Linked DNA regions of Mus musculus: region 1 is linked to region 2. A link is a contact called in public HiChIP or PLAC-seq data. All regions are on one chromosome and are shown on one strand. Each heading gives the region's core, a stretch centred on a gene start, on an enhancer-like site or on the middle of the called end of the contact. The rest is flanking DNA. Distances are from core to core; before and after follow the strand shown. Region 1 overlaps Gm41577 (a long non-coding RNA gene). Region 2 holds the start of Pou5f1 (POU domain, class 5, transcription factor 1).

Region 1 (4,554 bases), core at 1,078-3,577, 88 kb before region 2:
GTATACATGTGGTACACACACATACACTCAGGCAAATGCGCATAAATATATATTTATATATTTACATGTATATTATATTTAAATTTATATTATATTTACACACACACACATATATACATATATAATTTTTTAAAAAATAAAGTATGACCTAGGCCTCTGTGTTTCTCTAAGACTTGACACGGTGTCTTCCTTTCCTGCCTCTCTTCCAAAGATCAAGCCTCGCCGTGTTCTGGGCTCCTCGAGGAGGAATGGCTGCTCATCTTGTGGTCTGGACCTAAGAAGCAGCTGCTCACTGCGATTTTTTAAAAGTGGCAGCTTGTGAGCCGAGCCAGCCTGTTCGGGTCGGTAAAGCCTCTTTAATTGATGACTGAGGCCATTATACACTGACCTCTGCCCCGAGAGGCAAAGCCACAGCCCCCGAAACATTTACACACGTGAGTAAAACCGAGGGTGATGAGCACACAGTTAGAATGCTCAGGTAGTGACACCTTGAAACATTCGGAAGGAATTCGGGAGGGAAGTGGCCACAGATACTTGATTCATGCATTGGTCATGTGCAGCACTTACCGGCAGAGGCGGGGAGCACAGCTCAGTGGTAGAGCTCCTACTTGGCACTAAGGAAGCCTTGGGTGAAATCCCCAGCACCCACAAAAGTTCTAGTAGAGGGTGCATTTGTGACCTTTCTTCCTGCTACCACAAAACACCTGACAAAGAGAACTTGGGCAAGTTGGCTTTATTTTGACTGGAATGCTAGGGTATAGTCCATCACGGTGGGGGAGGCTGGCAGCAGGAACCTGAAGAGATCGGTAGTCGCATTGTATCCAATATCTGGAAACAGAGGGAAAAGATGAATAAAAGATGAATGCAGTTACTCTCGCTTGCTCTCTCTCTCTCTCTCTCTCTCTCTTTCTCTCTCTCTCTGTGTGTGTGTGTGTGTGTGTGTGTGTGTTCACGCGTGTGCTGTCTACCTAGTACCCTCGGAGTCTAGAAGAGGGTATCAGATCTCCTGGAACTGGAGTTATGGATGACCGTGAGCCACCATGTGGGTGCTAGGAACAGACCCAAGTCCTCTACAAGAGCAGCAAGTGCTTATAACCGCTGAGCCTGCCCCTCCAGCCCTCCATTTCCCTTCTTTATTCACTTCAGGATCTCTGCTCTCGGGATCATACCACCCGCATTTAAGGTGGGTCTTTCCACTTCTATTTTAACCAAACCTAGAAACTTCCTCAAGGATGTGTGATGTCTCCTCCTGGATCCTGAGGTGCTGACCCTCCCAGTGCGGGATGGTCACTTTCTCCAGCTCCTCAGCCTCCAAACCAGAACTAATGCAGGGCATGGATGGCTCCCAAACACCAGGCCCTCCTCATCTTTCATAGACAACACAAAACAAAGGTGCACGGTATGGAAAATAAGAGGTACAACTACACCCCTATATCCCAAAACGTTAAATTTTTATTTTGTTTTTTGAGACAGGGTTTCTCTGTGCAGCCCTGGCTGTGCTTAGAACTAGCTCTGTAAACCAGGCTGGCCTCGAACTCACAGAGACCCACCAGTAGGGTGTGTTGATTGGTTGAAGATGGTTGCTGGTTTGTTCTGGGGACGTTGCTCTACAACAAAGAGCGGCCCTGATTTCAGGAGATGGGTCTAATCTGAGCCATCCCACAAGAGGAGGAAGCATAAGTTAGGGACGACCTCTGACTACAAGAACACCTTCACCTCTGTGAATCCAGGACTGAAGTCTCTTGCAGAGGATCCGGGTTCCATTCCTGGCGCATACCTGGTGGCTAGAATTTTATCCTTTTAAAATGAACTAATATTTATACCAATAAAAGCATGTGGGGCAGGAGCTATGGTAAAAACCTGCTAGCTTACCAAGGCAACCTTTTTTTAAAACTATTTACAAAATAATCTCTTTACAAGCCTGATTCTACAACTAAACTGCTAGCTCTTTAGAAATCTCTTTTTATCCTACCACACCACACTAATCTATCTTTATTTTGAGCTCCTCCAAATTCACAAGGGCTCCTTAGGTCTCTTCCCTCAAATCCTGTTTTATCTGTGTCCTGCCAGCTGCTTCTCTGCAAGCCCAGCGAGAAAATCCCTATCGCTAACCTGGAGAATCCCTATCGCTAACCTGAGGCTTCCTCCATGAAGCTCTTCTAAGCCAAACACAAGAGACCCCAAAGAGAGTGCCCCAGAAGAGCGCCCTCAAAAGTCCAGCTGCTATAAAGAAATCTCTAGCTCCTCCCCTACACACTTGACCATGTCACCGTCATGGGGTGGGGCTCCAATCCAAGTCTATAGAGGCTGAACCATTTCACCCTAGTAACCACAAGACCACTCCCAAGCAATTTGCCTTAAAATAGACAGGAACTTTCGATTCTTATTTATCAAGCCTTTAGAGGCACACCCAAACTTCAGGATCTTTCCTTTCCTTTCCTTTCCTTTCCTTTCCTTTCCTTTCCTTTCCTTTCCTTTCCTTTCCTTTCCTTTCTTTTCTTTTCTTTTCTTTTCTTTCTTTTTTTGTTTTTTTCGAGACAGGGTTTCTCTGTGTAGCCCTGGCTGTCCTGGAACTCACTCAGTAGACCAGGCTGCCCTCGAACTCAGAAATTCAGGATCTTTCTAAGCTTGTATATTTTACTAACAATTAGGTTTTCTATGAACCATAATCCAATAATCTGCAACGACCATCTTTAACGCCAGTTTCAGAGGATACAGCACTCTATTCTGACTTCCATGAGCAATGCATACACATGCTGCACATACATAAAGCCAGTGAAATAGTCATACACAATAAATTTTAAAAATATATACAATACATGTATAAATATATATTTTATATTTATAATCAATATAAATATCTATATTAGAGAGAACAATGATGTCTTATATATGTATACATGTGTATATTTGTATATGAATATACATTATATTGTATATGTACAACATATAATCTATATACAATGTATATACTATATATACAATGTATACAATATATAAATATATAGTATATACACAAATACACACACACACACACACATATATTCACCTTACTGTGTAATAGTTCAAAGGGTTTCTTTTTCCTAACTGTAACTTCGCACCCACTAATCTATTTTTTTCTCTCTCTCTTTTCCTCCTTCCTCCTATCATACTTTAAAATTTATGTGGAGGCTAGCGAGATGGCTCAACACTTGTTGCCCTTGCAAAGGACCCAGACTATGTTCCCAGCAACTAGGTGATAGCTCACAGTTGTCTATAACTCCAGCCCTGCCTCTGCAGGCACTGGACACACAGGTGGTACATAGACATACATGTAAGTGAAGCACTCATGCACATAAAATCGTAAATCTTAGGGCCGGGCGTGGTGGCGCACGCCTTTAATCCCAGCACTTGGGAGGCAGAGGCAGGTGGATTTCTGAGTTCGAGGCCAGCCTGGTCTACAAAGTGAGTTCCAAGACAGCCAGGGCTATACAGAGAAACCCTGTCTCGAAAAACCAAAAAAAAAAAAAAAAAAAAAAAAATCATAAATCTTTTAAAGTTAATAAAATCTTTAACTTTGTGTGCACGCAGTGACTATGTGGAGTTCAGAGGACAGTCTGTGGGGTGGTTCTCTCTCTACCCCGTGGGCTCCAGAATGAATCTCAGCTCATCAGGTTTGGCACCTTTACCTACCGCGCTACCTTGCTGGCATCACTATTTAAATTGTGAGTCCTATAAGGGCAAATGCAAGGACTCCTATTAGCTTCGCTCGGGTTTTGCATTTCTCAGTGGGAACAGGAAAATGCTCATATTACGGGGCTTTTAAGGACTATCGATGAGGGCAAAGCAAACGAGAGAGTTGAGTCCCGGCCTCTCTTTCATACTTGAAGAGGCTGAATTCTGTGTGAGGTGGCATTGTGCCTGCCTGAAAAACATCTTTTCCCAATCTCCCTTACACTCTCTGTGATGGCGGGGCGCTGCTCTGTCTGTGTGGTGTCTGTAGAAGTCGCTGCGGCTCCAGAGAGGAAAAAATAAAGAACACACCTTGATAACCCCCCCTGAGCCCCTGACCTTTCACAGGGGCTCACTAGAGCGACAAAGATTGGCAGTTAGCTTCCAACCACAGTTGCTAGTTCATTCATGTACAAAACTCAAGGGTAGTTAACCCATACCTGTTTCATGCCTCACCTTTTGCGCATGCGTCCAGCCCACCCCATCTAATAGCCTCGCTGTGTGATTAAGGAGTGGAACCAAGTCTGGGTGGGCTCAGCTGACACACACCATCACGATGCATCCTGAACTGAGTAGAACAGACATGCTCACCCCAGAGAAATAACCGCTTAGGTGAGTCACTCTTACAAACACATCTCGGCTACCGGCGCACATTCCAATCAGCCCGCATCCACCGCACGAGGATGCTGCGACACCTTCCTTATAAAGTATCTTTGACACCTTTGTAAACACAGCTGCAGTCAGGACTTTCCCTACCGTTTATCTGGCACAGACACCCCTTCGGTCTCTTACACCTCAGTGGAGCCAGCCAGGAGGTAGACTTGAGTTTCCGTAAATATATTT
Region 2 (4,225 bases), core at 633-3,132:
GGCACTCGAGGGTGTGGCTAAGGCTGCCTTCTTCTCAGTAGTACACAGTGATGGTTGGGACCAGGTGGGGAGGGTATAACAGATGGCCAGTTGAGTGTGCTTTCTAAGTTGCAGCGTGTGAACCGGACCCCCCCCCCCCAAAATGGCTGTCGGTTTCTCAGGCTTTTCTGTCTCTAACAGAAGACAGAAATGGAGGCAGTCATCTGGGGAGATGCAAGTCAGCCTTGAGGGCGGAAGAGGAGCAGGTTGTTGGAGCAAAGGTCCAGGATGGAGGGCTGAGGTGCTCCACAAAGGCTGGCCAACCCAGGGCACAGACAGAAGCAGCAGCCAGTGAGGCACACCTCAATGCCATTTCAATGGAAAAGGATTCTCTCGGCTTCAGACAGACTTTCATCTCCAACTGCTCCTCAAAAGACCAAAACTTGTAATCGCCCTCAGCAGTGTCTTTGGCTTTTCTAAATCCTATTTTGAGGATTTGGGATTAGCTTAACTAAGGTTCAAATCTCTTGCTTCATTAAGGGCCATTTAAGATGTGAGATAAACTATTAATGCCTTCCTAGGGGACTCCCGGCGGCATACAGGACCTGAGATAACACAGAAACTGGCACTTAGGGAGGGGACTCCTGCTACAACAATCGCTAAGCTGTCGGAACTCCCGGCGGGCATCGGTATCCACTCGCACCTTGTTCTTAAGGCTAATTGCTTACACTTGCTCCAGAGTGCTGGCTGTAGGCCATCAGACACTAAGCAAGGCCCGTGCACTCACAGAATGATCTTAAGATGGCCTGGAGATAAAACTCCCCTACCCAAGGGTGTCCCTTTCTTGTTTACAAGGAAAGGTAGAAAGGCTGAAATCGATCAGATCTGCACCTCAGGCACTACAAGGGTCTGCTCGTGTAAAGGTGACTCATGGAGTCTGAGGCTAAAGTAGACAGGCCGTAAACTTGACTGAAGGTGAGCCCTACTCCACACATGGCCCAAACAAGAGCTCCTATCAGCAGCCAGTCACACCCAACCTCTTCAGTAACAATAACTCCAGGATAAGCACCATTTTTTACCCCCCCAGCCATGCCTAACCTTAAGGCCAAGTTCCTGGGTCCGACTGTGATCCAAGTCCCCAGAGGGGCTGATATGTTTTTTTTTTTGGGGGGGGGCTGATTTTCACGCATCACTGGTGTACAGACAGTGATGGCATGAAGCAAGTGTCGGGACACAGGCCAGGCCTAGGTGACCTACATGACAAGGGCCAGGCCGAAACAATCCAGGCCGGTTTCTGATTCTTGCAATTCTGGGTTCTAGTCCACACTGCGTCGTGCTTCTCAGGAGGCCCGGCAGCCATCACCACCTTTGGCAGGCAGGGTGGCTACCCTACATGTTCCCAATTCCCTTCACTGCTGCCTCTGCCAGCCCAGCCAAGTCCCTTCACTTACCTCCTCGGGAGTTGGTTCCACCTTCTCCAACTTCACGGCATTGGGGCGGTCGGCACAGGGCTCAGAGGAGGTTCCCTCTGAGTTGCTTTCCACTCGTGCTCCTGCCTGGCCCTCAGGCTGCAAAGTCTCCACGCCAACTTGGGGGACTAGGCCCAGTCCAACCTGAGGTCCACAGTATGCCATCCCTCCGCAGAACTCGTATGCGGGCGGACATGGGGAGATCCCCAATACCTCTGAGCCTGGTCCGATTCCAGGCCCACCTGGAGGCCCTTGGAAGCTTAGCCAGGTTCGAGGATCCACCCAGCCCGGCTCCAGCCCTGCTGACCCATCACCCCCACCTGGTGGGGGTGAGAAGGCGAAGTCTGAAGCCAGGTGTCCAGCCATGGGGAAGGTGGGCACCCCGAGCCGGGGGCCTGGTGGAAAGACGGCTCACCTAGGGACGGTTTCACCTCTCCCTCCCCAATCCCACCCTCTAGCCTTGACCTCTGGCCCCGCCCCCTGGGTGGGTGGAGGAGCAGAGCTGTGGGGGTGGGAGAAACTGAGGCGAGCGCTATCTGCCTGTGTCTTCCAGACGGAGGTTGGGGACGTCTGGACAGGACAACCCTTAGGACGGGACCCCAGGAGGCCTTCATTTTCAACCTTCAAGGTCCTCTCACCCCTGCCTTGGGTCACCGGACACCTCACAAACCAGTTGCTCGGATGCCCCATCGCACCACAAAGCCTGTTGGCACTGCACCCTCTCGGCCTGTCCTTACAGCCCACTCAGCCATCCTCTGGAGAGCCTAAAACATCCATTGAATGTTCGTGTGCCAATTATTTCTGGGGCCACTCCTCAGTTCTTGCTTACCCACCCGTCTAGAGTCCTAGATATGGGTGAACCCAGTATTTCAGCCCATGTCCAAGGCCAGGACAAGACAGCCATTGCACCTCCAGTCCTCCAGAGTTTAGAGGCTCTACACCATGGGACCCCGAGCCCCAACCAGATATGTCCCCAGAGACCCCAGAGAAGTGCTGGCTCTGCGTTTTCAGAGCACAGTATTCCATCTTGTGTTGTCCAGGTTGGTAGATTAGACACTAACCACCCCCCAACCCCCATAAGACCTGCACCCAGGCTCCATCCCCTCACAGTTAAGGCCGGGGCCTCTTTCCTCAAGATTCTCAGTTCTCCCTCCCCCCACCTCCTCATCCCAGGCTTCCAGCCTAGTTCCTGGGTGGAGAAACCCAACGGGTGGGAGGTGGGTAGAGAGAAGAAATATCTGACTTCAGGTTCAAAGGGGCCTGGGAGGGACTGGGGGAAGGGGGCAGGACAATGGCCTTGGCTGGACAATCCTGGTCCCCAGAGGGGGCAGCTCTAACCCTAAACAAGTACTCAACCCTTGAATGGGCCAGGATGGCTCCCCTGGGGACAACTTCCTGCTCCCCAACCCCCTCCTGAGCCCCAATCCCCTCACACAAGACTTCCCCAGCTCTCCACCTCTCCTCAAAGACAGAGCCTCAGATGGAGATACCCTGCTTCCCTTCCTCCAGGGACTCCGGTGTTCATCCTCGTCACCCACCCCTCCCCCATTCCTGTGCTGGCGGAAAGACACTAAGGAGACGGGATTAGGAGGAGGGGGTGCAGAGAGCCTACCCTGAACTTCCCTAGAGTGGTTTTCTGGGCCCAGTCTGAGGATCCCATTACTGGCCTGGTGCTTAGTTATCTTTGCAAGAGAATAGCCCTCAGAGTGCCTGTCTGCAAGGGATGGTGTTTGTCTGTCTGCTCCTACACCATGCTCTGAACGAAGGCCCCAGGGTGAATCACACAGCCTCAAAAAGCCCAGAGCACCCCACAGTGTACATAGCCAGGACAGAGTTCTGAGCCTGGGCCCAGCCCGCCTGAGCTGTTGGCTAGGGTCAGTGGCTCTAGGTGCCCTGGGGGGCGGGGGTGTCTCTTGATGGTAGTCTTCATCAGGTAGAGATGGAACCTTTCTCTATAAAACAAGCTGCCCTTGAACTCCTGATAATTCTCCTGCCTCAGCTTCATCGACTTCACCAAATTCACCCTGAGACTTTGAAAAAAAAATTGCGTTTTATTTTAAGGGTGTGTATGTACCTACACACAGCTACACATAGCACATGTGTGGAAGTCCCCTCCTTCTACCACATGGGTCCAAGTCATCCCCCAGGGTGGCTGAGGGGCCATCTCTCTGGCCCTCTCCATGAATCTTCCGTTTCCTCCACTCTGTCATGCTCACCTCCCAATTTCTATACATTCATTGTGGAACAGTGCCATAGGTTAGTTGGAAGACCTAAATAAAGGCAGCGACTTGGAAGCCGCCAAGTTCACAAAGCTTCCTCAATAGCAGATTAAGGAAGGGCTAGGACGAGAGGGACCCCTCCCCAACCATCTTCTCTGCCCCCAGGGCAGAGCTATCATGCACCTTTGTTATGCATCTGCCGTCTGCCCAGAACTCTCAACCTCCCTGGGGGGAGGGGCAGGGTCGGGCTACAACCTCCCCACACCCAGTTCCTCCCAGGGCCAGCCTCTAAGGCCTAGACAGCACTCTCCACCACAGTTCAAGTATGCCTGCAGCCCAGCAGTCCTGTCTGTATTCAATACCAACCTTGTCTTATGGATTGTGATTTCTCTTTTGGTGACTCACTGGCCAGGACAAGAGACATATTCTGAGTCCTTTAACTGCCTAGTGACTGGCTTTGCAACCAGGTTAGCCCTAAGCGTGCCTAGAGTATAATACAGTCCTTAACAGCAACTTTGTCTGAAGTCCCAAGTCTTCTTAGAACTAGCTTGAAACAGA

Evidence for each region. HiChIP or PLAC-seq counts read pairs in DNA pulled down with a chosen protein or histone mark.
Region 1: an H3K27ac HiChIP or PLAC-seq map of embryonic stem cells shows a contact between it and region 2, with 12 read pairs. The contact joins the enhancer-like site here to the promoter of Pou5f1 in region 2. A contact is called at or near these places in 6 of 39 promoter capture datasets (the HPC-7 cell line, cranial neural crest, frontonasal cranial neural crest and 3 more), 1 of 15 datasets of contacts at CTCF or cohesin (embryonic stem cells), 5 of 484 Hi-C or Micro-C datasets (the N1E-115 cell line, cerebellar granule neurons, cortical neurons and 1 more), 6 of 115 datasets of contacts at active chromatin or transcription factors (embryonic stem cells, memory CD8 T cells and pancreatic cancer cells) and 3 of 9 other capture datasets (adipose tissue, liver and pancreatic islet).

What each region holds. Positions count from the first base shown.
Region 1 is chr17:35,591,739-35,596,292 of GRCm38.p6, reverse strand. It overlaps Gm41577 (a long non-coding RNA gene), which reads right to left. Exons shown (of 3, transcript XR_876776.1): 3 at 719-828. Among named protein-coding and RNA genes, the nearest start is that of Gm41577, 5.4 kb to the right of the region's middle. Within about 2 kb of position 2,327, at least 8 of the 459 cell types and tissues checked have an H3K27ac peak or open chromatin away from gene starts, as enhancers often do. A contact at or near this core is called in embryonic stem cells, where this site is marked.
Region 2 is chr17:35,503,689-35,507,913 of GRCm38.p6, reverse strand. It overlaps Pou5f1 (POU domain, class 5, transcription factor 1), which reads right to left and starts at 1,882. Exons shown (of 5, transcript NM_013633.3): 1 at 1,431-1,882. The coding sequence starts at 1,814. It overlaps Gm32362 (a long non-coding RNA gene), which reads left to right and starts at 2,177. Exons shown (of 3, transcript XR_385564.3): 1 at 2,177-2,488. RefSeq lists promoters at 1,836-2,105, 1,863-3,763, 1,812-4,225 and enhancers at 2,773-3,015, 2,097-3,105, 3,827-3,935, 3,100-4,225.